Regions from separate parts of the Mus musculus genome. Here regions 1, 3, 4, 5 and 6 are each linked to region 2. Evidence: chromatin contacts called from public Hi-C, HiChIP or PLAC-seq and promoter capture Hi-C data. All regions are on one chromosome and are shown on one strand. Each heading gives the region's core, a stretch centred on a gene start, on an enhancer-like site or on the middle of the called end of the contact. The rest is flanking DNA. Distances are from core to core; before and after follow the strand shown.

The links. Promoter capture Hi-C pulls out the DNA fragments that hold promoters and counts their contacts. A called contact is a pair of places that touch in the nucleus more often than the background predicts. HiChIP or PLAC-seq counts read pairs in DNA pulled down with a chosen protein or histone mark.
Region 1: a promoter capture Hi-C map of hippocampal neurons shows a contact between it and region 2, with 5 times the contacts expected there. The contact joins the enhancer-like site here to the promoter of Rapgef1 in region 2. A contact is called at or near these places in 20 of 39 promoter capture datasets (the 3T3-L1 cell line, 3T3-L1-derived adipocytes, the C10 cell line and 14 more), 2 of 15 datasets of contacts at CTCF or cohesin (both in the NIH/3T3 cell line), 2 of 484 Hi-C or Micro-C datasets (cortical neurons and neural progenitor cells), 14 of 115 datasets of contacts at active chromatin or transcription factors (bone marrow-derived macrophages, embryonic basal ganglia, embryonic forebrain and 7 more) and 2 of 9 other capture datasets (embryonic stem cells and pancreatic islet).
Region 3: an H3K4me3 HiChIP or PLAC-seq map of neural tube shows a contact between it and region 2, with 3 times the contacts expected there. The contact joins the promoter of Med27 here to the promoter of Rapgef1 in region 2. A contact is called at or near these places in 20 of 39 promoter capture datasets (the 3T3-L1 cell line, 3T3-L1-derived adipocytes, HPC-7-derived erythroid cells and 13 more), 1 of 15 datasets of contacts at CTCF or cohesin (the NIH/3T3 cell line), 1 of 484 Hi-C or Micro-C datasets (cerebral cortex), 12 of 115 datasets of contacts at active chromatin or transcription factors (the 230-238 cell line, the NIH/3T3 cell line, bone marrow-derived macrophages and 8 more) and 2 of 9 other capture datasets (adipose tissue and embryonic stem cells).
Region 4: an H3K4me3 HiChIP or PLAC-seq map of forebrain shows a contact between it and region 2, with 8 times the contacts expected there. The contact joins the enhancer-like site here to the promoter of Rapgef1 in region 2. A contact is called at or near these places in 20 of 39 promoter capture datasets (the 3T3-L1 cell line, 3T3-L1-derived adipocytes, the C10 cell line and 11 more), 2 of 15 datasets of contacts at CTCF or cohesin (the NIH/3T3 cell line and large pre-B cells), 11 of 484 Hi-C or Micro-C datasets (B cells, the N1E-115 cell line, Sertoli cells and 8 more), 18 of 115 datasets of contacts at active chromatin or transcription factors (bone marrow-derived macrophages, embryonic basal ganglia, embryonic forebrain and 9 more) and 2 of 9 other capture datasets (embryonic stem cells and liver).
Region 5: a contact with region 2 is called in a Hi-C map of neutrophils, with 4 times the contacts expected there. The contact joins the enhancer-like site here to the promoter of Rapgef1 in region 2. A contact is called at or near these places in 11 of 39 promoter capture datasets (the 3T3-L1 cell line, 3T3-L1-derived adipocytes, cranial neural crest and 6 more), 8 of 15 datasets of contacts at CTCF or cohesin (the NIH/3T3 cell line, embryonic stem cells, large pre-B cells and 2 more), 86 of 484 Hi-C or Micro-C datasets (the AML12 cell line, the AtT-20 cell line, B cells and 41 more), 29 of 115 datasets of contacts at active chromatin or transcription factors (the NIH/3T3 cell line, T-cell acute lymphoblastic leukemia, bone marrow-derived macrophages and 18 more) and 2 of 9 other capture datasets (embryonic stem cells and liver).
Region 6: a promoter capture Hi-C map of embryonic stem cells shows a contact between it and region 2. The contact joins the promoter of 6530402F18Rik here to the promoter of Rapgef1 in region 2. A contact is called at or near these places in 12 of 39 promoter capture datasets (the 3T3-L1 cell line, the C10 cell line, the HPC-7 cell line and 5 more), 2 of 15 datasets of contacts at CTCF or cohesin (embryonic stem cells and large pre-B cells), 10 of 484 Hi-C or Micro-C datasets (B cells, Sertoli cells, bone marrow-derived macrophages and 7 more), 27 of 115 datasets of contacts at active chromatin or transcription factors (the 230-238 cell line, DN3 thymocytes, bone marrow-derived macrophages and 17 more) and 1 of 9 other capture datasets (liver).

Annotation. Positions count from the first base shown.
Region 1 is chr2:29,146,104-29,151,162 of GRCm38.p6, reverse strand. Setx (senataxin) reads right to left here. Exons shown (of 26, transcript NM_198033.2): 10 at 2,442-5,059; 11 at 1,056-1,155. Among named protein-coding and RNA genes, the nearest start is that of Setx, 24 kb to the right of the region's middle. Within about 2 kb of position 2,957, at least 1 of the 459 cell types and tissues checked has an H3K27ac peak or open chromatin away from gene starts, as enhancers often do.
Region 2 is chr2:29,617,365-29,622,204 of GRCm38.p6, reverse strand. It overlaps Rapgef1 (Rap guanine nucleotide exchange factor (GEF) 1), which reads right to left and starts at 2,485. Exons shown (of 26, transcript NM_001039087.1): 1 at 2,142-2,485. The coding sequence starts at 2,202.
Region 3 is chr2:29,345,516-29,350,140 of GRCm38.p6, reverse strand. Med27 (mediator complex subunit 27) reads right to left here and starts at 3,331. Exons shown (of 8, transcript NM_026896.5): 1 at 3,094-3,331; 2 at 151-295. The coding sequence starts at 3,296.
Region 4 is chr2:29,227,888-29,232,992 of GRCm38.p6, reverse strand. It overlaps Ntng2 (netrin G2), which reads left to right. Exons shown (of 7, transcript NM_133500.2): 2 at 4,772-5,105. Among named protein-coding and RNA genes, the nearest start is that of Ntng2, 18 kb to the left of the region's middle. Within about 2 kb of position 2,627, at least 9 of the 459 cell types and tissues checked have an H3K27ac peak or open chromatin away from gene starts, as enhancers often do. A contact at or near this core is called in forebrain, where this site is marked.
Region 5 is chr2:29,190,053-29,195,020 of GRCm38.p6, reverse strand. Ntng2 (netrin G2) reads left to right here. Exons shown (of 7, transcript NM_133500.2): 7 at 1-295. The coding sequence ends at 200. Among named protein-coding and RNA genes, the nearest start is that of Ntng2, 56 kb to the left of the region's middle. Within about 2 kb of position 3,695, at least 30 of the 459 cell types and tissues checked have an H3K27ac peak or open chromatin away from gene starts, as enhancers often do. A contact at or near this core is called in the N1E-115 cell line, hematopoietic stem and progenitor cells, neutrophils and 2 more, where this site is marked.
Region 6 is chr2:29,249,594-29,254,265 of GRCm38.p6, reverse strand. It overlaps 6530402F18Rik (RIKEN cDNA 6530402F18 gene), which reads left to right and starts at 1,273. Exons shown (of 2, transcript NR_029460.1): 1 at 1,273-1,801.

The DNA of each region.
Region 1 (5,059 bases), core at 1,708-4,207, 470 kb after region 2:
ACAAACTAACTGGTAGAAAGAACATGCAGTGAAGACAGGCTGAGGAGTGAACTACGCTAGACCACTGGGGACTGAGAGGAGACAGCACAACTCCAGATGTTTGGACTTTAGACTGGATCCCAGGACAGAAAACAGGCATCACTGGGACCGCAGCTGTGTTATGAATGAGGCCTCTCTCATACTCTGTACTAGAGCAATGCTAACCCCTGATTCCATCACTGTTCCATGTATGTGAGATTTTAACATGTGAGAAGGCTTGTTGAAAACTCTGTGGAGTCTGAGTTCTACATTTCTGTAAACTCTAAAATTTGAATGTGAAAAGTTGGTTCTTCCAACCCAAGTTCCCGGGTTCATCACCTAACCCACTATAAACCCTCTTCCACGAGAGCTGCTTCCTAACAATATCAGGGTTTGCTTCACTCACAATCCACAAGAGTTCGACAACTACAAAACCAGCTCTACCATAAATGTACTAGTATCTCCGTGGATATATTATAGATTTGGTATATAAGAGGCACTCATTTCTATTGTATTTTACTTGTCACTCTTCACTGATTTAATAGTACAAAAGTCAGGTGTGTTGTGTGCAGTGTGCCTTGAATCTCAGCACTCAGGGAAGCAGAGGCAAGCAGATCTTTGTGAAATGAGGGCAGCCTGGTCTACTATTGAGTTCCAAGACAGCCAGGGAGACACACACAGAAGAGGCTACCTCAAAAAAACAAAACAATCCAGTCACATGTACAGTTTACTTTTTATCTGTTCATATTTTCTCTATATATCACACACACATGCACTAAAATTACAGAACTTATTAACTAAACTTCTGACCATTTGTTCTTTTTATCTCAATGTTTTCTGCCTTAATGTCTCATTGTAACAAGAGCTAAATGAGATTGAGTTTACACGGCTGTCGTCATGATCACTGGCTACTGTCTGTACTACTGGTGAAAGCTATACATGCTCGTCCCACTGGTCTACCTTACCAGCCCCTGGCATCTCTCAAGTAAAAATTTCCAGTTATTATATTATATATTCCAAGTTGCATATGAACTTACTCAGAAACTCCCAGTATTTTTTATAGTCAGCTGGAAATTTTCGTAATTGCAACTGATAGAAATTCTCTTTATTTGGAGAGCTCAGCCATTCCTGTGCCACCTACACAAAGCAAAAGAAGAAACTAAGAAATAAAGAACATGCTAAAAGCTACTACAAACAAACAGCAAAATGTTCCAGTGGGCTAAAGGAAAACAGAACAGATCCCAAGTGAAAACCTAAGAGTCAGTCTGTGAGGTTTATAAAGTTGTCCACAACTGTCCTGCCCAATTTAGCAGCCATTAGTCACATTTGGTTATATTTGTTAACTGAACTTTTAAAGGCTAAAAAATACTATTCCTCAGTTGAAATAAGACACCTTTCATGTTCAGCAGTCACCTGTGGTTCTGATACTGTTCATGCGATGCTAGATCTTACTGGTAGTACCTACTTCACAATGCGATTATCTGACCTACATTTCTCTCAACCTCTGCAATATTGGCACAAGCACTCTTCCTGTTGGTTTCTATATGTCACACGTACTAGTAGTCTTCCAAAGGCTCAAATCAAACCCAGAAGTATCTTTGAGATCTTTTGTGAGTTAAAAATGACTACTCCTAAGCCCAAATTTATGAAAGAAAAATTACTAGTGTAAAAAGGCTATATTTAACATTTTTTAAACAAGCAAACAAACAACAAAAAAAATGACCTTTGAGACTTTGTTTTGTTTTACAATAACTTTTTGAGTCAAGTAGCTAAATCTGCAACTGGCCATCAGTTCCTGGTAACCAACAATTCTTAGTGCTGAGCTGCTTCTACTCAAAGTTAACCAAGCAGCTACTCCTCTTTGGGGGGGCGGGGGAACGACACACACAACCCCATCATCACACTCTGCACCATTTTTGGCTAGAAACATCCAGAGGAGCTTTCCTGCCATGTACTGCTCCAGCCTAGAAACCAGGAGAGGTGAACTCAAGTTCTACCTCACTCCTGGCAGACAGTAAACATAACATAACCAGGTTAAGCCTCCAAACAGAGTCATCTTTTCAATTTCCACTCATCAGTCATATATTCTAAAATGTACCCTTATAGCCTTTCCATCTCCACAGCTACCACCCAAAGCCACTATCATTTTACCCCCAAGTAGCTGTAACCAACCTATAACTAGTCTACTAGACCTGTTAGCCTTTCCACAGTTTATTCTCTACCCAACAACCAAGGATGTTGGGTAAGGATAAGCTACTGTGTATTACTAGTCCCTGGTCTAAATACTGACCAACTCCAAATCTTCCAATACCTTCTCACTGAAGTGAGTATAGACTCAAACTTATAGAAACTTAGAAAGCAGGCTATATGCTTATAACCATTTCTCTATCTACAGTAGGGGCAAAGAATTAAAGAATACTTACTGTTTCAAAAGCATTCAATATAATCAAAGGTAGAAAAACATTAAAATATTCTGCACAATCTTGAAATCGGACAGGCACAGGTCTTGAGATAGACTGACAGAGACTTGTTGGAGCACCACACTTATCAAAGTTCAAAAACATTTGGTATTTCCATTTTAAGACCTCTTTAATGAAGGTGTCAAAGATAGACTGCGATGGCAAGAGAATATTCACTGGAGAAGCAGCTGATGTAGGCCTGTTCTCACTAAATGTAAGCTTGCAACTCTGTTTGCTGGAACTGCTTGGAGTCTGAAAATGAAAAATATTGCATAGACTTTTCACCTCAGCCACTGGCTTCTGAGAACCCATGGAAGAGGGTGGTGTCACCTTCAAATTAGGCTGCGCTCCACTTGACTTATTTTTTAGTGCTGACTGCTGAAGTGTAGTACTTTCCAAAGACTTGGAAAGATTGGCAGTTCGTGAAGCGCTGCTTGAGCTAAATATCTTGGTAGTAGTAGGTCTCAAGGGCCTGGCTACAGAAAGAGGCAAGCCAGGTTTACGGAACAGGCCGTCATCTGCTGCTTTAGCTTCAGAGTGTCTTGGGCAGTATTCACCCTGGTTTTTTGTAGTTTCGACACAGTCTTTGTATTTACACTTTGTGATACTCAAAGACTCCAACTGAGGCCGACTTAAAGAATCTTCTCTCTGAACTGTATCTTTTTTATGAGCCACGATAATGGTTTTATTTTCCAACTGTGAGCACAGATCCATATCTTGAGGATCATGTTGTGTTAGGAATAAGTTGTCATCATCATCTGTATCACTACTAGACGCTGGCTCTGCAGCTTTCACAGATGCCACCTCCCCAACTTGAACTGTGACAGCACCTCCATCCACAGGGTCCTCTGAAGCAGAGACCATCACCACATCTGTTGGCACTCCTCCACTTAACACTCTAGATTCACACTGGTTCACAAGACAAGTTATACCTGTCACCCAAGGATCAGAAGAGGCTTCTGCCACTTCTGTTTTGGAAAGCATGCATTTTGCTAACTGTTTTTCATTACTGATGGCAAGTGGCTCACTTACTCTATGATCATCTGGCTCATCAGAGTCTGCTTCAAGTACATCTGATCCCTGTACTATGCGTGACACTCTTACAGTATCAGTATTTTTGTAATCAAAGTCTCGTTTTTTATGTGATCTGGATCTCATAAGCCTTTGAAATTGAAGATCCTGGCTTGTCAGAAGCTTCTTATTATTTTTGATAGAAAGAGTCTGAGGAGAAATTAATTTAGCTTTCTTGGGGGCGTCAACTACTCCAACAGTCTTCCCGTGGTCACGTAATTGGACTATACACTCCAGAGACCTCTGGGACAACTCAAATGCCTTCCTAGGGGCTTTTTTCAGACCAAGTTTTTCAACTGTTGAAGTTGGCTCTGGACACTGACGAAGCTTCTTTGGTGGCACAATAGCAGGAGAAGTTCTACAACTTATGTAACATGAACTCTTAGACTGTCCTCTTCTGGTGTCTGAATGTGTTTTCTTAGTTGCCTTAGAGGCTGGAACTTTCCTAACAGGTTTTGAGTGAGTTCGAGATTTTGTAGACTTCTGTAAAATTGTAGAATCTCTCTCAACACTTGAACTGGGAGTTGCCATCCCCATGTCTGCACTCTTTAAATCACTTTCAGTAAGATCTCTGCGATCAGGCAATTGATCAGTTCCAACAGAAGAGGAAGGCCTCTGAGGATCTTCAGCTGTAACTTTGTCATAGCGTTTCCTCTTAGGTTTTTTTACTCCAGTTTTACAAAATTCCTCAGCAGAAACACTACTATGTGGTCCTGCATGCTCTTTAACTCCCTCTGCTTTGTTTCTAACAACCTCTTCAGACACAGAGTCACCACAACCCAAGTTATTGTTTGTACTATCAGCTACATGAGTTACATAGCTCTTCTGTTCCCCTTGAAGGGAGTTTTTGCTGTCTATTTTATGATCTTGCCAAACTGAAAAGACTTCAGATGAGCTTTCAAACTCAAAAACCTGAGATTCAGAGTCTTCAAATTCTACAGGGTACCTTTCTTCCTCTTTTACAAGCTGCTTCTCCACACTGGCATTAACTGCCAAGCTACGATGCTCTGAGCAGTCTTTCCCTATGCATGCTTTACTCTGTTTGATGTTTTCCTCACTACTACTTCTTTCATCTTCATCCTCATCCTCTTCTTCGTCAGAATCTGAAATCACAATAACTTGTCCACGGCAGGTGGCAGCACTGTTTTGGTTAGCTGTCAAACATCTTTTATCACCTTTTTGTAGCTGAAATGAATTCTGTTTACTTAAACCTGATGGAAATTGAATAACAGTGGTTTGAGATATTAAAGTTATGTTACAGAGGTCTATTTGACGACCTGCAACCAAAGGCTTGCTACTGTCATGAGGCACCTGTCCTTCTACCAAGTTAGAAGTCAACGCTGTACTCTCTCTCATTTCCTTATCTCTTGATTCAACTACCATCTTTACATGACCCTCACATGGAGCTTTCACCAGTGTATCAGTAACTTCTGTAAATGATACCAAATCATCGTCAGCACGGCCTTCCTGGATTTGAAGCTTGTCTTCATCATCAGAACTACTATTATCCA
Region 2 (4,840 bases), core at 1,236-3,735:
GCCTTTCTGCAGCCGTCTCCTGCCAATTCTCCTTCATAAGAAAGCCTTGCAGAGACTTGAAGTGCCAGGGTGGGGTGATACCCTGGGAGGTGGGGTTACCTGCTCAGAGAAGGGATGGGAAAGGGATTGTGTGAAGGGGTGACCTGGGGGGGGGGATGTAAAAAAAATTAATTTAAAAAAAAAGAGAAAGCCTTTCTTTTCCTGGCCTAGTGAACAGTGCACTGCAGGACCTTCCACAGCTGGGTTTAGAATATTCGTGGGGCCTGGCAGTATAGATACCACTACCAGCCCCCAGACAAGCTCTTCTAAAGAGGGCACTGCGACAGTCCCTAGCAGAGGATAGTGGCCTGGGAAGGCACAGGCATGACCTCTACTGAAAAGGCCTGGGGTTGAGACTGAGTAGACAGCTCTGTCATTCTGAGCTGTGGAAAGAAGCCCGTGAGATGACACACAGCACATGCCAGCCCCTCTACTTCCAGGACTTCCAAATTCTTCATAATGACACATGCTGTTCTGATAAAGAAAACTCAGCTAACACTATTTAAAATGTATTTTAGATGTATTTATTTCATTTTACAACCAATAAATCTTTGCCTGTCTATGTGTCTGTGCACCACCACATGTGAGTCTGGTGCCCATGGAGGTCAGAAGAGGACATCAGACCCCCTGAAACTGGAGTTAAAGATGGTTGTGAGCCGGCACGCGGTTGCCAGAAACCAAACCAGGCTGCTCAGGAGCAACAAGTGCTCCTGACTGGTGAGCCGTCTCTCCAGCGCATCAATGCTATTTTTAAATAAATCATCCAAGTTTCCCAACAGTGCCATTCGGATGAGACACTATCAGGAGTTCCTAAGCAGGGCTGCACAGATGGGTCAGGGATATTTCCAGAGCAGCACGTATTCAGGAAAGCGACTCATAGTCACTAGACAAGGCCCCGGGGCAAGAGGACAAGGAGACAAACACCCCAGAAACAGCATCTGAAAAGGAACAGTCCAGCCACGGGAATGCTATCCTACTTCTTGTCAGAAGACAGATGTCAATACCCTACCTATGCCCCTTGCTGGGTGGGCTACAAACATTCACTGAACCTCTCTGGGTCCTGAAAACAGAGACCATACTTTGGCAGGCAATCTTCAAGTACGTTTAATAAACAACACAACCCAGAGACCAAACACAGAATGAAGACACATAGCTCAAAAGAGAATACCAAAACGTTTGTCCCTGTGTTTAAACCAGGGCTGCAAAAGTTACATTCATTGCTGGTTGGTCCCCTGCTAATATACATCCAAATATCCTCAAGTCCACCTATGAAATGGCAGCTTCCAAAAATTAGTGCGGCCGAACACCTTTTCAGGTTCTTACAAGTCTGCCTTCTCTACTAAGTTTCCAGGATAACTGGGTATCCCCACTGTGACAACCCCCAACCCAGGCCCTGGACCACTCACTGCCTACCTTACCTACCAGCCAAGAACCCGCCCTCCCGTAAAAGGAGTCCCTGCTTGACGGCTAATTAAGCTCTGGGCCCCATATGCACAACAGTAATTGACTCTCGGGAGTATCTAACTCCCAGAATATGCAAGCCGGGGGGCGGGGGAAAAACTGGGAGGCGACTCCCCAAGATTTCCAGGAACACACAAAGAGATGAGGTTTGCACCAAGATCGCATCCACCTTATTCCCCCATCCCCAATGACTCTCCACTTGCCCTGCTTGCAGAGCAAGGCAGAAATATTAGAGGACAACTTGGCTGCTCCCTGAAACATCGCTCCAACACACCCTAGCCTGCTGTCCTTTGAAGCCACCGAAGTGGACACTTGTGGTTAAACTCGAGGCTCATTAGGAGTGACACATTTTATAACTGGGCTGCCGATCACCTCTGGAGCGCGCCTGCTCTTCTGCATGCGGTCGGGGCCAGGCCTCCTAAGGGTCCCGGGCTCCAGCCATTGTGGGATGTTCCAGGGAACAAGGCTACAGGGACCTCCACTCGCTCCCCCAGAATCCTGCTAGCATCACAGGCCCCCCGCCGCCGGGCAGGCCCGGTTCAAAGATGGCCCTCGCGGCGTCGCTGCCAGGCTGGGGCCCGGACTGGGGGTCTAGCGCACGAGGCCAGGAGGCGCGCCGCCCGCCCGCCCGCCCGCCTCACCTGCTTTCTCGATCTTGCCGGACATTTCCGGGCTGCGCCGGAGGCCGAGGCCGCTGCTCATCAGGGCCCGGCCCGGCCGCTGCGGGATAAGAGGCCGGCGCGCCCGCCGCTCTACTGGACCGGTGCTCGCCGCGCCTCACACTCGCGCCGTCATGGCGGGCTCCGCGCGGCCGCGGCTCGTGCGCTCGCCGCCCGCGCTCCAGCCCGCACCGGGCCTGCCACTCCGCCGCTCCACCTCCCGCGCAGCCGCCGCTCCGGGGCCGCGAGCCGCCGGCCGCAGCGCCGCGCCGCCGCCCGCCCGCCGGCCTGGGCCCCGCGGCCACGGCGCCACCTGCCGGAAGCCCACCGCGCCGCTCGCGCCACAGCGCCCCCTGATGGCCCGGAGCCGAACTAAGCCTGGCGCGAGGCGCAGCGCCCTCTACCGGCTTGGAGTCCTCCGCGCCACAGCTCGGTATAGACCCCACCCCTTTCCTCAGACACAGAGAAAGAGATCAAACCTATGACTGACAGCTCCAATTCAGGACTTCCGCATGCCCTCCCATCAAAGATCAGAGCCTCCGGTAACCCAGAGTTTTCCATCTCAAGTTGTGGGCTAGCTTTCCGTGTCTGTTACCCAAGTTCAGCATCCTCCTCAGGCCCAAAGCTCCTCTAATTGATCCTAAACTAGACTCAACAACACTGAAAACACAAGAAGCCTGCTCAACAACGTTTGGGACTGCCACCCACCTTCACCCCGTCATCCCCCATACACACTATGTGAGTCTCAAGGGCCAGTGAAAGGCAGAACCTTTAGCCAGATGTGGGCCCCGATCCTCCAAGCCAAGGCTGAGGCCCAGACCTGGAGTGACACAGAAGATCTGGTTTGCTTTGCTCACGAAACCCTCCAATGGGAACATCCAGCTTAAAGAGCAGTCTTTTCTAGTATGCAAATGAGTTCGTTTACAGTTCATTTTAGGCATTCAAAGAACCTTTGCTATGTATGATGTCATATCCTACCATGACTAACCCAGTGGATTCTTCCCTTCAAACAAGCTCATGAATAGGTTGGAGAGTCAAATCATATCATTAAGTATTAGTGAGCAATACGTTTTAGCAAGACAAGAGATACAGGGAAGGGCGCTCCCTGCTCACTGTTTTTAGCTAAGATGGAATTCACATCAGCAGCGAGTGTGCAAGCACATGTGTGCGCGCACAGAGAGAGAGAGAGAGAGAGAGAGAGAAAGTGAGTGCTAGGCTAGGGACCATCCAAGATAGCTCAGCAAGTAAATGCAACTGCTGCCGAACTTGACTAGACCTACACGGCTGAGGGAGAACCAATTTCTGCAGAGTGTTCTCTGACTTGCACACACACATATACACACACACAGAGACACACTATGTAACTTAAGAACACTTAGAAGTCTGCTTTGCCTCTAGATATGTAAGCTAGTGGTAGGGCAAACCTTGAGAGATGTGCAGGGAGAAGTTCAGGGTGACGGATGCCACCAAAGATTTCTATTTCCATCTCCCTATACTCTACAGTCCCCTGATTCTGTGACTGAGGGCTGCCTACAATCGGCAGCCAAATTTCCAGAGCCATGGGTCCGAACCCTCTAGGGGTCAAAGGCCAAGCCAAAGATTGACAAATTCATTTCCCTTTTCAAGTTGACAAATGGCTGCTCAGGGCCAGAATGGCTCTGCTCTGCTCTGGTGGAAGCTGCATCAGCAAGGCAAAATTGGCGAATCGCTCAAGGCCCGCCCTCCAGCTCTCCCTGGGTGCTTAGCCTTCCAGACTTCTGAGCTCAGAGCGTCAATATTTCATGCCCCAAATTCTGAAGTGAGGAATGGAACAATAAATGTAGGCGCAGTCAGGTTTGAGGTTCCTAAGAACAAGATCAAATCCATGTGATAAATTGCTGCATATCAGATAGCGAGGAATTTGCAAAAAGTATCGATGCCAAGCAGACTCGTAGAACTTGCTTCCTAAGGTTCCAAGGTGCTCATAGCCATAGTAGCACACACTCGGGATTAAGAGCCAGCTAATCGAGGGTGAAAGCCTCCCTTTTCCTTGCCTTAACTTAGCTTGTCCTCCTAGGCCACTCCAGCTGCTAGAATGTTCTTGCCCCTCCTCTCCACGGACACGCCACCATCTTTCGGGTTTCTTTGTTATTCACCCTTAGAACCCTTCCCTGAGGCCCCACAGTACCAGCTTCCTCCTGGTTATCAACCAGGTGCTGGCTTTCGTGGTCAGAAACTCAGACAGGAGCTGGGTGCGCACACCTTTAATCCCAGCACATGGGAGGCAGAGGCAGGCTGATTTCTGAGTTCAAGACCAGTCTGGTCTACAGAGTGAGTTCCAGGACAGCCAGAGAAGAAAGAAAGAAAGAAAGAAAGAAAGAAAGAAAGAAAGAAAGAAAGAAAGAAAGAAAGAAAGAAAGAGAGAAAGAGAAAAAAAGAAAGAAAGAAACTCAGGACCCAGTCAGATCCAACTGCAGATAACCAAGATACAAGTGATGGCCACATGCTCTGGGCTCAGGCCACCTCTCTACACACTGTCAAAAGCAATCAATGTGTTGTCAGTTCCCAGGGTCCATGTCTAGGGCTCACAACTGTCTATCACACCAGCTCCTGAGGCTCCGAGCTTTCTAATGCACACACAGGTGTGCACTCAATAAACAAAATTTTAAGATACTTTTTTAAAAGCAAAAAAAAAAAAAAAA
Region 3 (4,625 bases), core at 2,082-4,581, 270 kb after region 2:
TCTAGGATTCCCTATCACTTACAGGAAAGCCTAGAATTCCAACTCTATGGCCCATGCAGATGCAAAAGAAAACTTCCTCTCATGCTCTTTGCAGTTCTGGGAGAAACACTGGGTTTTGGTGGGTCAGCTCCATCTGCAGCAGCCCCTTACCTTGTTGGACCATTTGTATGCTTGCAGAAGCTGGCTGTAGAGTGGGGTTTTGTCCTGCACAGGATCCAGGCTTAGCAGCCCACTGTTATGAAGAGGGTGGTTCTCAGACGGCTTGCCTACCAGGTTGCTCAAACGTTCCAGTTCACTGAAAGTAAAAAGAGAAGCTACATAAACCCGAGTCCACTTCACTCCCTCAAGACCATCACACATCTTTTTTTCTTTTTTCTTTTTTCCTTTTTTTTTTTTTTCTGGTTTTCGAGATAGGGTTTCTCTGTGTAGCCCTGGCTGTCCTAGAACTCACTCTGTAGACCAGGCTGGCCTCGAACTCAGAAATCCGCCTGCCTCTGCCACCCGAGTGCTGGGATTAAAGGTGTGCGCCACCACGCCCGGTTCGGACATCTTTCGAGAAGAGTTTTGCAAAGGTAAAACAGAACAAAACAAAACAAAAACCTAGGGACAAACAAGAGAACGCCTAACTGAGGCGTTCTAATCTCAAACATGCCTGTCCAAACCAGTCATGGTAGCCCACACCTTTAATCCCAGCACTGGGGAGGCAAGTGTGATATATCAAAGTGAATTTGAGGCCAGCCTGGTCTACATAGGGAGTTCCAGGGCTACACAGTGAGACAAAATAAACATTTCCTGCTGTGGATGAATCTGAGTTGTTACACCCCAATATTTAAAAACCTTAGAGCTTCTTTGTGCCCTTAGGTTTGTTTTCCCTCAGGAATGGCAAGAGACGGCTATATTTTGTTTCTCTGTGTAGCCCTGGTTAGCCCTCTCATGCCATTCCAGAGGCAAAACAAACCTAAGGGCATAAGGTTCCTTTGCAAAGGAAGCTGTAGGTTCCCTAAAAACTGGGATGTAACAACTCTGATTCATCCACAGCAGAAGATGTTTAGGACCTTGCAGTAGAGTCTAACACTGCCTCCCATTCAGGATTTTTTTCGGACCCACATGCAGATCACTCCATTTGGCAAAGCAGCAAGTACCTGAATAAATCATGATTATTTATCATTTCACATTTCAGATTTGTGCACAGTGCTTCACAGATGGCAAAGCTTAGCAAAACAAAGAAGACATAAAATAAACACCATCAAGGGGGCTGTGTCAAACAAGCTCACTTCAGTCTAGCAAGAAAACTAGGGAGACACTTGGGAAAGTGGGCGAACGGTGAAATCACGAATTCTGGGGAGCCAGTTCCCAGCAGCCAGCAGGACACTGCTAACCACTCCCATGCTGCATCCAACCTCAAATCTTCAGCCACCTTCTTGGCACTACTGTACATTTAATAAGTCAAAGAAATATCAACATTACTAAAGTTTCTAAAGTGATAAAAGGCTGTGACATCCCATTAGAAAGCAGGGCAGAGATGACACACTTCTTTAATCCCACCAGCACCTGGGAGGTAGAAGCAGGGGGGGTCTCTGTGAGTTTGAGGTCAGTCAGCCTGATCTAAAAAGAAACTCTGTCTTAGGGGGGGAAAAAAGCCTCCCTCGGGGGAGTCAATGGAGTGGGGGTAGGGCATGCCATTGTCAAGCTGACAGAACAGGTATGTGTGTAGTTTAAGGAGGGAGTGGAATACGGGGAGGAAAGGCACACAACACTTCACTACTTCCTCCTCCATCCTACTTGACTAGTTGATGGGTGGAGGGAGTCCTGGGGGTTTGCCTGCCTGACACACAGAAGGCACGGAGCTGGAACCAGGCACTATAGAGGAACATGAGGTGGAAGAGAGGAAACCCAACCTGACCAGATCACCAAATGCTCAATTTCAGAAGTAAAAAGCTCAAATCCAAGCCGGGCGTGGTGGTGCACGCCTTTAATCCCAGCACTCCGGAGGCAGAGGCAGGCAGATTTCTGAGTTTGAGGCCAGCCTGGTCTACAGAGTGAGTTCCAGGACAGCCAGGGCTATACAGAGAAACCCTGTCTGGGGGGGGGGGGGAGACCTCAAGTCCTTCCATTCTAATTTCTAAGACAGGAAGAAAACACAAGTTCAGGCACAGAAGACATGCCTACTAAACTGTGTGTGGTGGCACACACCTTTAATCCCAGCAGATTAATCCAGAGAGGCAGAGGCAGGAGGATCTCTTGTGAGTTTGAGGCCATCCTGGTCTACAAATTGAATTCCAGGACAACCAAGACTGTTACCCTGAGAATCCCTGTCTCAAAATCCAAAGTGCCTTCTATGCATGGCATCTGAGTAATGTCTTCTCAGCAAACTCTTAATACACTAATGATGTAAAAGGAGTCCCGTGAGGGAAATATGTAATCCCCAATTATTAGGGGTTAACCTGCTCAAACATTCCTTTCCCGTTGTAGTGAACTGAGTCCTCTGAAACTGAACCTAAATAAATTCTTCCTCTTAAACATCCTAATAGATGTAAGACTGTATCTCTCGAGAAAAGAGCTAAACAAAAGGAATGATGGTGACTGGCAGTGAGGAGCAGGTGGCTTCGGAGGGGAAATGGAAAGAGGCAAAGGTAACGGAGGTAGTCTGAGAATGAGGTGAGGTGGAACTGATGAATTCTAGGCTCTGAGGATGGGAACTGGAGCTCATCGGATCGAGAGGTACGTAATTGGGCCTGGGACAGTGTTGATGGGGAGACTGGCCCGATGTGATGGAGCCCAAGGAAAAGGTCTGATAAGATCGACGAGGTGGAAGTTCCTGAGAAGAGGTTTCCTCATCAGATAGGACCACTACAGCGGGAACCGAGGACCACAGATGACAACCAGGACGAAATGGCCAACAGAATGAATACTAGGTAACGGGACGGGAGACAAGGAGTCCCTGAGAGGCTGACTAGGACCGGGAGATGAGCGAAAGTGACAGCGGACTGTGAATAAAGGAGAGAGGCCCGTGACTGGGCAGACTGGCGCGGGATCCGGGCGGGACAGGTGCCAGAAGGGTCCTCAACCCCGATCCTTTCAGCCAGTACCTACTTGAGGTCCCGGTTGACGGAATGCAAGTTGTCCTGGAAGTTCGCGATGAAGGCCTTCTCGCGGCCCTCCAGCGTCTCTTTGTTGCGCATGCCATCCTTAAGGCAGTCGAAGACCCTACTCACGCTAGAGCGTAGCGCCTGGATGGCGCTAATAGCCTGCGAAAAGGCCTCCAGGTTCACACCAACGCTCAGCACGTCCGCCATGTTGCAGCTGTCACAGCCGGCTTTCCAGAGTCCACAGCCTGAGCGGCGCGCGGCGCTTCGTGATGACGTTGTCCTAGGAGGGTATTGGGATGTGTAGTTTGCGACGTGGCTCCCATCCAGGAAGCTCTAGCGAACTTGGAAAAACAGCGCCAGTCTGACTGAATGAGAGAGTTGACCACAAGTTATGATCTCCATCTAGGGAAGTCATTTTGTCCTCTCCTTTTGCTTAATAGTGAATGACAAAGAAATGCAGAAGCCCACTGTGTATCTCCAAAATTTGAACAGTCACATAGGAATTTCTCAAAACAATAAAATGTCCCCAGAGTACATGAATGAGTCCATATTCATAAATAAAGGGGAAGAACTCTCTTACCTGTAGTAAAATGCCAACACATAAATGAAGGCAGAGTGATACAAGAAAACTGCCACTTGGCAGCCTAAATAATTGGTTAAGGTATGAATCAATTGATGTTTTTTCGAAACAGCAAGGTATTCTATATAGTTTCAAAACGTTTTTCTTTATGAAACTTAAAAGGAAATAGAAAACATTTGGGCTACATGAGGACCTGTGTCCAAAAAGTAAATTAACAATAATAATAATAATAGAAATTATGGTATGTGTCCAAAAGAATTGAAAGCAGTGTCTAAATGAGATGTTTGTACTTCCATATCCACCGCAACCTCATTCACTATAGTCAAGTGTGAAAGGAGCCAGATATCTACCAACGTATAAGCAAATAAGCAAAATGTGATTATATATGATACAAATTGATATATACTGTGACATCAAAATGGACAATATACCTTTCAAGTTAATGGAAGATCAAAACAGGGAAAATAGACCTTGCAGCTTAGGGGATCTGTTTGCAGTTAAGACAGTTAAGAATAAGTTCCTCTGTCCTGTGCAGGCTAAAGTTTCTGTTTGTAATTAAAGAATAAGTTCTATTTGCCTCATGTTAAGTCCTTGCAAGTTAGGGTTTTTATTTGTAATTAAGAATAAGTTCCTGGGACTAGAGAGATGGCTCAACGATTAAGAGCACTGACTGCTCTTTCAGAGGTCCTAAGTTCAATTCCCAGCAACCACATGGTGGCTCACAACCATCTGCAGTGGGATCAGATGCCCTCTTCTGGTGCATCTGAAGTCAGCTACAGTGTACTCACATACATAAAATAAAAATAAATCTTAAAAGAAAAAAAAAAGAATAAGTTCTTGTTCTTTTTGTTTGGTTTGTTTTTGTTTGGTTTTTCGAGACAGGGTTCCTCTGTGTAGCCCTGACTGCCCTGGAACTCACTCTGTAGACCAGGCTGGCCTTGAACTCAGAAATCCAC
Region 4 (5,105 bases), core at 1,378-3,877, 390 kb after region 2:
ATGATGCCACGGCACACCTTGAACACAGGCTGCTTATGACCCCAGAGGCCTATGAAGAGCTTCACGTGGCTGACCGTCCCCAGATGAGGGGTGCTCTGCTGGATGACGGGTCACTTTCTGTTCCCTTATGCTTTTGACCCGGAGTTTGCCCGCCACGTTTACCACCAGGGCTCCAACTCCTGCCCTGGAAATAACAGAGGAGCAAAATCACTAGAGATGAAAGCATCCAAATGTGCCATAAAACAGTCTCTCTGCAGACTGCCCCATTTAGAGAGCCCTGTCATGCCACTCTACCCCACCCTTGTGCCTGTGCTGCTGGTTCAGGGCTGCTGCACTGCCTACCTTCCAGGTGACTTGCTTGGGGTGTGTGGAAACAGGAAAACTGCAGCGATGCTGAGCTCAGCCTCCCCAGGATTCTCCAAGGTCAGTCCCATCATATCCAGGGGAAATGACATTGGGCTGGTATATACTCAATGACTATAGCAACGGCATCTGCCCCCGGCCCCGCCATCACTGTGATCCTCTGGGCTAGCTGTCACTAAAGCAGTCTGTGTTCAAGGTGGTCTGTGTCATGGAGTCCCTGGGTCCTCAGCATCTCCCAGCCTCTACCTTCATCTCCTTCCCACTCCAGCTGACATGCACAAATCGGCTGTGTACATCTGTCACTACTGTATGGTACCATCCCCCCGATTTCTCATACAGGATCTCACAGAACACAGGACAAGGAAATAGAGGCTCAGGAAAGTCACATGACTTTCTCAAGGTCACAGGGCCTCTCTGAGGAGCTGAGCTAAGTAGGGCTGTTGGACCATAGAACCAGTTTCCTTAATGACTCCAGACCTAAACAGGGAGCTCTAACCCTTAGTCCAGAGGAGGCCCCTAGAAATTATTTGGGCATTGTACGTGGTGGGTGACTGCAATGGGGGGGGGTACTAAGGTTTTTTTGTGTATGTGTGCATGTTTTTGTGTGAATATATGAATGGAGGCCAGAGGTCAACCTTAGATGTCATTCCTTAGGCATCACACACCTTGGTTTTGAGATAGTGTCTCATTTGGTGGATTTCTGAGTTTGAGGCCAGTCTGGTCTACAGAGTGAGTTCCAGGACAGCCAGGGCTACACAGAGAAACCCTGTCTCAAAAAAAAAAAACAAACAAACAAAAGAAGAAGAAGAAGGAGGAGGAAGAGGAGGAGGAGGAGGAGGAGGAGGAGGAGGAAAGGAAGGAAGAAAGAGAGAGAGAGAGAGGGAGAGAGAGAGAGAAAGGAAGAAAGGAAGGAAGGAAGGAAGGAAGGAAGGAAGGAAGGAAGGAAGGAAGGAAGGAAGAAAGGAAGAAAGGAAGAAAGGAAGAAAGAAAGAAGAAAGAAGTTGTCTCATTGGCCTTGAACCAGCCAGTCATGCTCAGCTGCTGGTGAGCCCTGGGGACATTTCTGCCTCAGCCTTGGCCACCAGAGTATTAGAGTTATAAGTGTGGCCATCTTGTCTGGCTTTTTTTTTTTCTTTTAAAACTTTTTATTAATTCGTTGTGAATTTTACATCATGTACCCCAATCCCACTCATCTCCCTGTCCTTCCCAAAAAAAAAAATTAAAAAAAAAAAAAAAGAACAAAACCAAAACTATCTCACCATGGAAGCTGCGATGTGCCACAGTGTGTCACACAGTACACCCTTTTGTGCACACATTTTTACGTGCAAATGTTCATTGCAGGGAATCATTGGTCTGGTTCAGGGCCTCCGGCTTCTGCTACGCTGTCGACACTGGATCCTCACAGGAACTCCTCTTGGATGTCTTGTCATTGCCCTGTGTCATGGAGATCCTGCAGCTTTGGATCTGCAGGACTGGCTCCTTTACACACTCCGACAGGTTGTAGATGAGGTAGATGTTGGGTGGGACAGCTCAGAGCCCTGGATCAGGGCCTGGGAGGTAGCTGACTTTGTCAGCTCTCCTGCACTTCTCCACCACCTACAGCTTTCCACCACCAGGACCAGCTCGCCAGCATTGCTCCAGCTAGCTCACCCAGGGCCACAGCCCGCAAGGTCACCAGGCTTTTGAGTCTCCAACTTAAGTCTCTGCAGCAAGCACTTTGCTGACTGAACCATGCCCCAAGAACCTAAGGCTTTGAAAATAAGAGGTGTGTGCACTTGTTTTGTTTTGGGGTGATAATCATTAAATAGTCAGAGAAACAAGTGCTAGCTTTGAAATCGTCAGTGCTTAGCTTGAGTTCCCTTCTGCAAGGTGCCCAAAACTCGTCCAGCGTTGGCTGCCCTTGTCAGACCACTTCATCTGGCTGTTTTCATTAACATGTAATCTGCTCTGTAGTCTTGGATACCAGAGACCCAGAAGGCTGGCAAAGCCACCATTGCCTCCTACTGTCCTCAGCTGTCCCACTTGGGTGGGGACAGGGCTGGCTGGAACTCCCAGGGAGGTCTCCTCAGTGTGACATGAAAAGCAAGCCGGGGCCCGAGCACACTCGTGTTCAGAAAGGCTTGGTGAGGACACAGCCCATGCCTCCTTGGTGGTGCAGAACTCTGAGGTTTTGGGGTGGCTGTGCGGGTGAAGAAGCTGGGAGGACTGTGCTGGCAAAGCCTTCTCTGCAGCCGGCATGAGGCTGGTAAATACACAGGCTCATTCATTAGTGGCTCACCATCTGCTTCCCAGGGGCTGGGGTGGGGGCTGGCAGGGCCCTGCAGGTTGGGCAGCATGGGTCCTTAATCAGGCTGGAGTCCCCAGCCCCTGGCAGTGCCCCATGTATCCATATTCAGTGATAGGACCCCTGGAACAACTGATGGCTTTGAGGAACCGTGTGTTCCCCCACCCCCTAGCCCAAGGACCAGTAGCAGGCTGGGGGTAGGTAAGGCAGGGGGCTGGAAAAGGATCCAGCAAAAGGTGCTGAGGTGGGGGATATGTGTGTGACAGGAATATTGACAGTCAATATATGATGGACAGACATTAATACAATCACCAGGGGACCCTGTGGCCTAGAAAAGGACATGGTTTTCAGAGGTAAGTGAAGTGGGTAAAAAAAAAAAAAAATACAAGTTTGTGGAAGAGGTGTCTTTGAGGACACCCTGGAAAAGCCAGGGTCGTTAACACCTCTCTGAGCTGCTGCCCCTCCCACTTAGCTCACTGGGATGAACCTGCCAAGAGCTAACATCTCCAGTAAAGGCATCGACTGTCCCACAGGTTCAAGACCAAGGTGCTGGAGGTGCGATACAACCTCTCTCCGTGTGGTGATGTGGACACCTCCGCCTGTGTCTCATGGCCCTTTGTGTGTGTGTGTGTGTGTGTGTGTGTGTGTGTGTGTGTGTGTGTGTGTGTGTGTTTGTGTGTGTACGTACCCCTGGTGTTTTGGTGTGTGTCCTAATTCAGGGGCTTTTCCTAGAAGGAGAAGGACCACCAAAGGGCATCCTTCAACTCTGTAAAGACTGTCTCAGAACACAGCCTACTGCCTTTAGAGGTTGTTGAGGGCTAGGCATTGACATATGGATTTGAAGGGACATGGCTGAGCCTCAATGCAGGCTCACTACAGAAGAACAAGTGAGTGGGAGAGTGCCCAGCCTGAGTCAGGCTGAACCCCAGCTCTCCCATCCACGTGCAAGCTCTATGAGTGTGTCTGCCAACCACAAGCAGGCATGCCGCCCTGGGCTCCGTGTGTCCCCCATGCTACCTGGAGCAGAGCATGGAGGGGTGACCTCCTGGTCAGCCAGCCGCAATCTGTTGCTTTCTCCTGGTCACTGGGCTTGTCACGGAGCCTGTGGCAGTCAGTCAGACTCTTCCCACTCAGGACTAGGTGTGAGACCAGTCACTGGTGGCCCAGAGTTACCAGTGATAGTCACGAAAAGCTCCTCCATTCTCATTGTGATTTGTAAGACACTGAGGCAGTGTAGGGCTGGGGAAAGAAAAGAAGCCAGACGATAGGGAGAAAAACAGATGAGGAAGAGAACAGAAAGAGGGAGGATGAGAAAAGAGAGGGCTGAGGAGAGGGCTTTCTTCTCAGAAGTACCTCCAAATCCTGTGAGAAGACCTGGTTTGTCTTGCCTACTCTGGGCCTCAGTTTCCCATTCAGCAATGAGGTGCTATACTGGTGAGAAATTCTTGTACCCCAAGGTTTCGGGCCTCACCCATCCTCAGGGACAGGCAGATGGGTGGACATTGGCACTGCAAGGAGCCAAGGACAGAGCTATTTTGGTGGGTCAGGGCTTTGTGGGTCCTGTCTCAGAAGCCCTAGGCTAGCTGTGCCCAGGTGCCCACAGAGCAGCCCTTAGACTGCCTGTGCACCAGCTATGACCTGTGGAGGATCAAAGCCCATGGCCAGTGGCTGACTGCAGTGTTGCTGGCTGGGGTGGCCAGGGGATGGTGGCAATGTGTCCACCCCCCTCAGGGGCCTCATGGCTCATTAGAGAGTGAGAGGTTTTTAACTCAGAGCCAAGCTACTTTGTCTCTGCACAGGCACCTGAAATATTCATCAAAGTGGCCGTGTGGACTAGGGCACTGTGAGGCTGTCAGTAACAAGGTCTGTTGTTTGTTAATTAGTAGGCCTAGCATCTAGGACAGTTATGGGCTTATAGAACACGCAGTAGAAAGTGCAGAGTACCTAAGACCCCCACCTCATTATCTTACTATGCATCTACTATCTGTGAGGGGCAGGCACTTCACTCCTGCATCCAGGGCTTGCTGATGGCTAGCAAATGTCCAGCCTAGCACAGGGCAAGCACATCGTAGGCCCCTTCCACTGACCAGCATCTACTTCCTGACAGACTCCCTTCCTCTGCAGGAGAACCCCTACCTGTGCAGTAATGAGTGTGATGCCTCCAATCCCGACCTGGCCCACCCGCCCCGGCTTATGTTTGACAGGGAAGATGAGGGACTGGCTACCTACTGGCAAAGCGTCACGTGGAGTCGCTACCCCAGTCCACTAGAGGCCAACATCACCCTCTCATGGAACAAGAGCGTGGAGTTGACAGACGACGTGGTGGTGACTTTTGAGTATGGCCGGCCCACGGTCATGGTCCTCGAGAAGTCCCTGGACAATGGCCGCACCTGGCAGCCCTACCAGTTCTATGCAGAGGACTGCATGGAGGCCTTCGGCATGTCTGCCCGACGTGCCC
Region 5 (4,968 bases), core at 2,446-4,945, 430 kb after region 2:
AGAATGGCGGCACCTGCCAGCAGAACCAACGCTGCGCCTGCCCGCCCGGCTACACCGGCATTCGCTGTGAGCAGCCCCGCTGTGACCTCGCCGACGACGCTGGCCCGGACTGTGACCGCGCGCCAGGCATCGTCCCGCGCCCCGACACCCTGCTCGGATGCCTGCTGCTGCTCGGGCTGGCCGCCCGTCTGGCCTGCTGAGCCCGTTCTAAGGGTCCAGGGGTCCCTGGCCCGGCGGCGACACGGGTGCGGCCGAGCTGCTCCCAGGTGCTACTCGCAGAGTCCTCCCGCCCTCCCTGCTCTGCCCGCGCTCACCAGCCCCGCCCGGCACTGCCCTCGCCGGCCACAGGGGGCGCTGTGGAGCCCTGACCCGGCGGACTTCGAATTTCAGTTTTTTATGACTTAATGTCTCTATCATTTTTCCATTTTCCCATGTTTCTTTCTTTGCTCTCTTCTTCATGTTCTTCTTTTTGTTGTCCTTGTTCTTGTTCTTCTTCTTCTTCTTGTTCTTCTCCTCTTCCTCTTCCTCCTCCTCCTTCTCCGCCTCCTCCTCTTCTCTGTCCTCCTCCTTCCCCTCCTCTTTTCTTTTGCTGGCGGCGAGACAGGGACTGGGGAGAAACGCTGTTCATCCCAACACCCGCAGGTCCTGCCACACACATACACACACAGAACTCTTGCGCACACCCCAGCGCCTGTTCCTGGCTGCCAGCACCAGCCAGCGGACCCGGAACAACAAACAGTTGCCTACAACTCTAGTCGCTGACTTGATTCTCTTTTGTATTTTTTTTTTTTTTTTTTTTTTTTTTTTTTTTTTTTTTTTTTTGCACTCACCAGACCCCAGGTCCCCAAGGAGGCCTGGAGAGAGAAGAACTCACTGTCTGCGGGAGGGGTAGGACAAAGGGCGGGGAGGGGTGGAAACCTTGTTTTCTAGAGAACTATTTTGTTTGTATCCACTGTCCCTTGTGAGGACAGACTCGGGTGGGAGGTGGTCACTGAGGGTGGCTGATGGTGTACAAGCCCACAGTAAAGCGACTTCACAGCTGCCTCTGCCTGCTTGCTTCCTGTGTTGACAGACACTCCAAAGGTTTGGATAAAGAAAGGAGACCACAAAAAAGGTTTAAAGACTCGGTATTGGGGCCACTCTTCCCAGTCTGTTCTTTCCTTGTATGCTCCCCCAATTTTACCGTCAGCCAGGCTGCTGGCCACCATCTGGTAGGTGGATCTCCAAACAGGGGTGCCCCACCCCTTTCCTACAACTCCCCCAAATCCAGAGTCTCTGCTGTGGAAGCCCCAGGAAAATAACTGAGGGAGAATTCTTGGAATTCTACTGCACCCCATGCTGATTTGTAACCTGCCTCTGTGGCTGTCTGGGACAAATGTGTTGGCTCAGGAGCTTCAGATCCCGTGTGAGGTTGCATCGAGCTCCCAGCTGATGTCTGCCTGGCCAGTGCGCCCTGAGGTGGGCATTATATCTGCCTGCCTAGGCACCTTGATATATGAGGACCCAACAGGTCACTAAAGCTGACCCACTGTGTGCAGCTCAGTATCTGCCTCTGCTTGTGTTGCAGGAGGCCCGGTTCCCTCTCTTCTGTCTCCAAGTGTCCCATGGCTCCTTGTCCTGGTTCCTAATTGTCCCTCCTGTTCCCACCCGAGTCACCTCCTTGTATGCCATCTGCCAGATACTCTTTCTAGCCTAGGCTGTCCCCAGGCCTTTGCTCAAGTCTCTGATGCAAAGCTAAGAGATCAGACAGGGAAGACAGGTTGGACATAGTGGCACATGCCTTTAAATTCCAGCACTCAGGAGGCAGAGACAAGTGGATCTCTGTGAGTTCGAGGCCTGGTCTACACAGTCAGGATAGCCAGCACTACACAGGAAAACCCTATCTTGGGGCTGAGGGGAGGACAGAAGATGGACTGTTGACTGACTGAGGCCAGATGCTGCCCCTACTGGCCACTCTCTGCTCTGATCCCCAGCCTTAGGTTTCAGGAGTCAGTTCCAAGCTCTAAGGGTGGCCTCTGTCAGGTTCCTGGCTCTATACATGAACCCCAAAATGCATAAGATATAAGCAGAAATGACAGACAGGACTTCCAGAAAGTTCCTAAAAGCCCTTCCCCCAACCCTGGCCCTAGCTCCTCTCCTGCCTCTCTTCCTGGCACTCAGTCTGATGGGTGGAAGCAGGAGCCGGCTGGCTGAGCGTGAGCGTGGTGCCTCTAGGATGGTAAGCAGAAGCTTTCGCGAAGAGCCAGGCATGCTGCAGCCCAAACTTCTGAAACTGGGGCATAAATGCTGTGAGAACCAAGATCGTTGTTTCAGGCCCTAAATCTCTGGCCCTCCAGGCTCGAGAGCCAGACCCCAGAGTCCACTGAATTCAGAGAGAAACCAAAACACCCAGCTCAGCACACAAAACCAACACCCAAGCCTGGGACATACCTCCCCAGAGTGGGGTGGGCCTCCACCTTCCTGCAGATGGGGCACAGAGAGTGAGCTGATGCAAGCCCACCTTCCTGCAGATGGCTGGGATGCTGGGGTGTGGAGGAGGATCGGAGTTTGAACCACGGTGATTGGAGGCCCTGCCCTGGAAGCAGAGGAACGGGGATGTATGTACATAGTAGTAAAGGCGGAGGGTCTCAGGGAGACTCGGAGAGGGGGAAATGGGACAGGGAGTAGGAAGGGCCCAGCCTTGGTCTGACCCGTGGGTTGGGTGGGGCTGTGTAGCTGGTACGCTATCCTGGCAGAGTTCTTGTCTTGAGCAAGGGTGTTGCAGTGCAGAAGGAGGCCCTGAATCTGTTAAGGGGCTATGGTAACAGTGGGGGCAGAGCCTCCTTTCTGCAAGAGGCTGTGAACCCAATACCAAGAGCTACTGCATACACATACCACTTTATGTCACCGGGAGTATCCTAGGACACTGGAGGAGCCTGGGAGGAGAGGGGGACCCACACTGTCCTTTCTGACCTCTCAGCTGGCCTTGCTGTGTCAGCATCCCTAGGACTAGCCAGTCATCTACAGAGCAAAAGGCTGTTACAGCTCACTGTAAATCAGAATGGCATCACCAGTCCCTACAGACTGCTCAGGCCCTGACCTCCAGCAGACGGAGTGTTGCCAGGAGACATTTGGGAAACACTGATTATCTTCCAGACCATGGAGTAAAGGAGAAAACAAAGTCACCGAAGCCAGAGTCACAGCTCGGCTTTCCACAGTGTCTGGTTCCCCAAGGCACAGGCAGAAGGGGAGGCACCCTTGGCCCAGCTGGGCTCATAGCAGCACCCACCTGAGACAACCTCATGTTTTTGCCTTGGCACTGCAGCCTGTGCAGCTCCTAGTGGCAGAGATGGGGAAGCCCTAAGCACCAGGGCTCCGGTGAGGCCAGCAGTGCCCCTGCCTCAAGTGGTGATGTCCACAGGCATCTCTCTAGTAGAGGCGGGGAGAAAGGAAGTGACTTGCTTAAAATCATGATTGCTAAGGAATGGGTGAGATTGCCTCTAAACCCTGCATGCCTCTCCAAGCCTCTGTACACCACTGGGTCCTCTCTGCCCACCTCCCTCTTCTACTCTGAGTGGGGGATCCCTGGGGAGCCTGGCTTCATCCCATCATTGACTGCTGGGAGCCAGGGGAATGCCCCCCCTACACAAAGGCTGCCTTGGCCCTGCCCCTAAATAAACAGGATGCTGCGTTAGCAATCTTTGTCTCCGACCATGCTTCACAGTTATGAGGCATTTATGGGCATCTGGGGAACAACTCGCATCTCTTAAAGGTCTGGGAGAAATGGGGTGTGTGGAAGGATCCGGCTGGTCTCCCCAGAGTGAGGCACCTAGCCCATCCTAGCTCATCTTAGGTGGGGATTGTAAAAGGGATGGGCCCAGACAAGACAAGATTAACCGATTCATTTTTCCTGTTGAAAGCACCAATTGCAATGTGTAGGGAAGTTAGAGAGCATGAGAAAGCTAGCAAAACCTATGTGTGCTTTGAGACAGATGTGTGCTCTGCAGCTCAGGCTGGCAGAGGACTCCTGATCCTCCTGCCTCCTCAGCTTCCTTTGTGCCAGGATGACAAACGCGTGTCAACTTCACCCAGCTAGTAATTTTTATGTTAAAATTACCCACAAGTCTCTACTCGGAGCTAATAACTGTCGATGTTTCTGGTGGACACTTCTAGTATTTTCTCTAACAAGCACCCCTATGGGAATTAATCTCGATGCTGGGATTACGAAGGCACTCACTCTGACCAGCTTCTGTGTGTGTTCTGGAGATCCAAATTCAGATCTTCACAGCTTTGTGACAAGTGCTTTACCCACTGAGCCTTTGGTTTTTTGAGAAGTCTCTCATTGAATCCGGGGCTTACCAATCAACTGGTCAGGCTGTCTGTTAAACTCCAGGGATCCGCCCTTCCAAGTGCTGTGCTTAGCTGAACAAGCAGGTGGCCCTTGGGACATAGCCAGGAGCTGAGATAGGCACTTTCCTTAGCTGACCCGTGCTTACATGGCTTGCCGAAATAGAATAGCTACACAGACAGAGAAGATGGCAGCCCAGGACAGGGGCCTGGAGCTTGCCACCTGCATTTGTGTCACTCCGTGTCTTGTCTTCTCACCTGTGAAAAGGGACACCGACCGACAGTAGTACTGGTGTCCCAGGGACACCTCTGAGTCAGTGAGTTTGCACTGGTGGGGTGGTGAAGAACATGCCTGGCCTAAGCCAGTTGTCAGCCAATGTCTCCTGCTTTATGGCTTGGTTATCCTATCCAAGGTCCAGCCTCAGTGTGAGGAGGGTCCTGAGAAAGGGGTGGATGCCGCTGTCAGTTCAGGTTCTCTCTCTCTCTCTCTCTCTCTCTCTCTCTCTCTCTCTCTCTCTCTTTCATTGCTCCATCTGGTCAGAGAGAACCCAGTCTTTTATTTACTAAAATTACATTAATCAGATCTTTTGACTATTGTTAATCATTTTCTAAAACACAAAAAGATCCATGGTAGCCGGGCGT
Region 6 (4,672 bases), core at 24-2,523, 370 kb after region 2:
ATTATTATCATCATCATTATTACCAATGACAATCTTTAATTCTTCATTTCCTGCTTGCTTTGTCACAAAATTCCAAATGTTATAACCAACAGAACAACCCTCTGTTAAGATTTAGGGGGAGATGTTGGGAGTAGGGAAGGGTTAAAGTGGGTGTGAGTGGAGGCAGTGGGGTGGGGGCTGAGGTACAAGCCAACCTAGTGACACCCTCTGTGACCTTGGACCAGTCTCTCTCTCTCTCTCCCTCTCCCTCTCTCTCTCTCTCTCTCCCTCTCTCTCTCTCTCTCTCTCTCTCTCTCTCCCCCCACCCCACCCCCTCTAGGTCCTTTGTTCTTGATGCATCCAAATGACATCTCCGTAAATACTGCAGCAAGAACCCACCCAAAGGGGACCAGGAGCACCCCCAAAAGACCCACAAAGCGCCCCTGGGAATACCAGGAAGCACTCTTACAGCCTGCACACAGCCTGGCAGGAAGCCTCCAGGGGGCTGAAGAGAGCACAGGGCTGTCCTAGGGCAGTCAACTCAGTGGCCTCTGCCCGGCATCTGCTGGAGTCCTCCCACGTGGTCCTCCCAGGCCTGCCCCAGGAAGGCAGAGAGCTCCTTAGCAAAGGCCCTCCTGCCCCCCTACTCTGCGCTCCCTGCAGAGCTGGCTTGGCTTCTCCGTCAAAAGCAGGGCCCATCAGGCTGGAGGCGGCGATGTGTCAGCTGGTATTCATGCTTTGGTTGTGCGCTCAGAGCGCTCCCCCTCCCCAGCTCCCCAAATCCACCCACCCACCCCTTTACCCACTGCTCAGGGCCTTCTGGGTGGCAGCGCTTCACACAGAGAGAAAGAGACAGAAACCGAGGAGCAGCAGCCTAGAGCCCTGGCTGTGGGGGGTGGGGGCTGACTCACTTGGCCCCCTCCCTGGTGCCGATGGGGCAGCCCCCACACCCCTGGGCGCTGGCACCGAGTCAGGCCCCACAGTTGGGAAGAAGGGAGATGCAGCTCCGCTGTGCCTGACCCGAGTCCGCTGAGGATGCACCCCGAGCTCAGGGACCGGTTGGTCCTCGGGCCGACAGGCGATGTGTAGGCAGCGACCCCCCACAGCAGGCTCACTCCGGCGGCCGCCTGCTGGGGCCACCCTGGCCGCGGGCCCGCCGGGACACCCCTGTTCGCCGCGCCCCTCCCCGGGCCGAGCTCGTCCCCGGAGCCTCGCAGTATTTCCTTCCTGCACCTTTAAGAAGACCGTTGCTCCGTGGTGGGATGGTGTGTTAAAGCCACACAGAGGAAGTTACGCAGCCCGGATCAGACCGGGAGATAAAAGCCCCGATGGTGACCGTGAGTGATGGCAAGAGGATTTAGCCTCGGCATTAACTTGGAGCGGAGTGCAGGGGGGCGGTGAGGCGCCCCGCCATCTGGCCGGCGCCGCGCCAGGGGGATGTTCAGGCGCCTGGACCAGCAGCGGCGAAGCCCACCCAGGCCAGGGGCTGAGTGGGGCGCGCGTGCAGGTTCTCCCCTGGCTGCCCAGGGGGCCCCAAAAGTTTGCACTTGTTAACAGCGACCTCCCGATCGGCCCGGGAGGGCCATGCAAGCCGCGCGGTTGGCCCCCTTCCCTGGCCCGCGTCTCCGGGACGGCTGCGGGCGGGCCCCCCGGCGGCCCGAGGGTTCCCCAGCCCAGATCTGAGGGTGGCCACCGCAGCGGCGGCGCGGGGCAGGAGTCTCCAGCTCTCAACCCTGCGGCCCGTGCGCCCACCCAGCACCAGCCAGAGGGTGGCGGTCTCCGGCCTCTCGGGGCTCGCTCCGGGAAGCTGCTCCGAGCCCGGGTAAGGCGAGCGGGGAGCGCCGGGGCGGCGGGCGGGGACGGAAGCGCCGCAGTTTCGCCAGGGTGCTTTCATTTTGAAAAGGCTTCGGCGACGGTGCCAGTTCTCCCCGGACCAGGGAGTCACTCGGAGCCTCCTAGCCGAGGTTCGGACGCAAAGTTATCTGGTGGCGGCTGCTACTAAAGGAGGGCTGGAGCCGCGGAAGAGGGGTGTGTGTGCGCGCCGGGTGCAGCATCTTTAAGAAGTAGAGTAGCTAGTCTTCTCTCTGGGCTCCCCGCCACCCAGCTCGTCTTTTTCTATCCGAGCGCCTGTGTGGGGAGGGGATGGGCTGTTGCAATAACGCTGCTTACTCGTGTCTATGAAAAGTAAATTAACCCTTCTCCGCCGGCGCTCCCCTCCCTAATTTAGTCTCCTCTGGGCTCTAAAGGCGCAAGGAGAACTCTTGGCCAGTCAGGTTAGAAACTTCTTTCGGTGCTGTGGAGGGGGTCGGCAGGCGGAGAAGGGGGCTCCACCACCGTGGAGAGTCGCACTCCAGGGAGAGCAAAGACGGGAAGTGGACCTCCAGATCTCGGGTCCGCCCGTTTCGGAGTAAGTTGCGGGTCTTTGCTGGGGGATGGCGGCGACAGGGTCTCCGCGGAGCAGCGCCGGGAAAAAGAATGCGAATAATTCCCTGGAGCTTTGCTCGGTGTCTTTTAATTAAGGGAGGCGATGTCAAATGAGGGGGCAGCCTGGATGCTAGCCTGGCCTTTATTAAAGGCGTGATTATTAATTGCGCCGGTGGTTTGCACCGAACTTCGGAAAGGCAAAACGCAGCGGCGGTTTGTGCTCTATGTGCGGTGCACGCCACTGTCTACGCGCCCGAGCTCAGCGCGGACTCAGCCAGACTCCTGGGTGTCTGCGGGCCTCAGGCTAGCCCCGCCCGTCCTCAGGGACCTACACGAGGCGGCCTCAGCTATACGTCCTCAGAGCTGGGTGTTCTGCCCCGCCCCCAAGAGCCCAACTTTTTGGGGCCCTCCCAGCCGCTGTGAGGGTGACAGGGAGAAACCAGAGTCTGGAGAAAGCTCCCTTCCCAGAACTGGGGACACCGGGACACCCGAACCCGAACGTCCACCAAGGCAGCGGTGAGCGTGGGACAACCCAGGGCGGGGTGGGGGTGGAGGGGAGGTAACCGCCGGCCGTGGGGTTCCCCTTCCCTTCCCGATCCTTCCTACGGCCTCCAAAGCAAGTTTCAGCTTGGGTAATTCTTCTACCTTTTGTCCAGCCTGGGTAGAAGAATTAACCTCCGGTGGACTGCCCCCCCCCCCGCCTCCCCATCATCCCCAGGGACCCTGCGCCCCGCAGAGGCAAGTTTCCCACAAGGAGAGCGCACAGCCCGAGACTCCGGCAGAGCCTGTTGGCAGTCCGGCCAGCTTGGAAAGGCGCTAATTCAATAAGACAGAGAAATCTGAGTTCAGAAATCCTGATAAAATCTAATTTTCGGGTTTTAATACCCAGGCTATCAGACCCCCCCGCCTCGGTTCCTGAGGACTCTTAAAAGAAAATAAAGCGCATTGATTCCATTTGTTTCAGAGAGCTGCAGTTTCTTAATAATATCAGGTGAAGATTTATTTTCCAAGGAGAAAACGATCCGCGAGGATGCAACCTCTTACTCGGAATCTCTCCCCTGCCGGTTCCTCGCTCCCTGCTATCCACCTCGTTTTTTCCGCGGACTCTTGCCCGAGTCCCCCGCCCTTTATTTTCTTTTTGGCAAAAAATCTACTGTAATTTTCGAGTGCCGAGCTCACAGTGCCCCCTCGATGCCAGCAACGCCCAACTGATTGACGGGTTGTAAACACATTTTCCCCTGGCAGATTTTGTTGTTTCCCCCACCCCCCATTTTCTAGGGATTGTGTGGTGCTTAAACCAACAAAATTGCAAAGCAATTAATAGATTTGCAAGTTGCGCCGCTTGCTGCTCGCTGGGGCTCCGGCCTCAGGGCCTCGGGGCCTCGTTGCCTCCCCACCCGAGCCGGAATCCAGCGCTGTCCCAGCCAGGAGCAGCCGCCGGCCCTGCAGATGAAGCCGGCTGCTGGGCCCGCCTTGAGAGCCGCAGCCTGGCGCTCAGGTCGTCCCCAGCCGTCAGGAGCGCCCTACCTGTTAGTGAACAGTCGGGAGCCGGCTGCTGGAAGAATTAATTAGGGGCATGCTGCTTTCTGGGCAGCTCAGAGCTTGGTTGGAAACGTCCAAACCATTGCCGCGCCCGAGTTACTTTATTTGTACTACATTTTCTCTGGTTGGAAAAAAAAAAAAATAGACGCTTGGTCACGTTCTTCCAGGGAGTTTTCTAGCAAGAAGTGAGCCCGGGCCCGGGTCTAGAGCAGGTTTCTGTTTAAGCCGTCAGAGGAGAGGTGTGAAGTGTGGTCTGGCTGGGTTCTCATCCATCTGTATTAGGAGTCTTTCATCCCAAGAGGGGGCAGGGCGGTCTTAACCTAGATGGATGAGGCCCACTGCAGCCTGCAACAGAACACTGGCTGGGGGCTTACCCCTGAGCAAGGAGCTCTCTCAGCCAGGTTGGACCAAAATGTCCCATCCTCCTGCCTGTCATCTGAGGGCAGGAATGTGCTGTGTCTGTGTGGCAGTGTTTCATATAAACACAATTAACTCCTCTGGGACTTTTGGTATATAATGGCTAACAGGGGCTTCCTTCAGGTGAGAGTCAGGCCGCCATATGTGAGGTTAGGGAATTTAAAGGCAGCAACTGTGAGCATTATAACCAGAATAATTAATAACAGAGACTTTATTTATTTATTTACTTACTTACTTATTTACTTTCTTATTTTCTACATCCATCACAAAACCTTTGCTCCCGTTGGCCAGGGGTTTTGGTGGGGGTCCC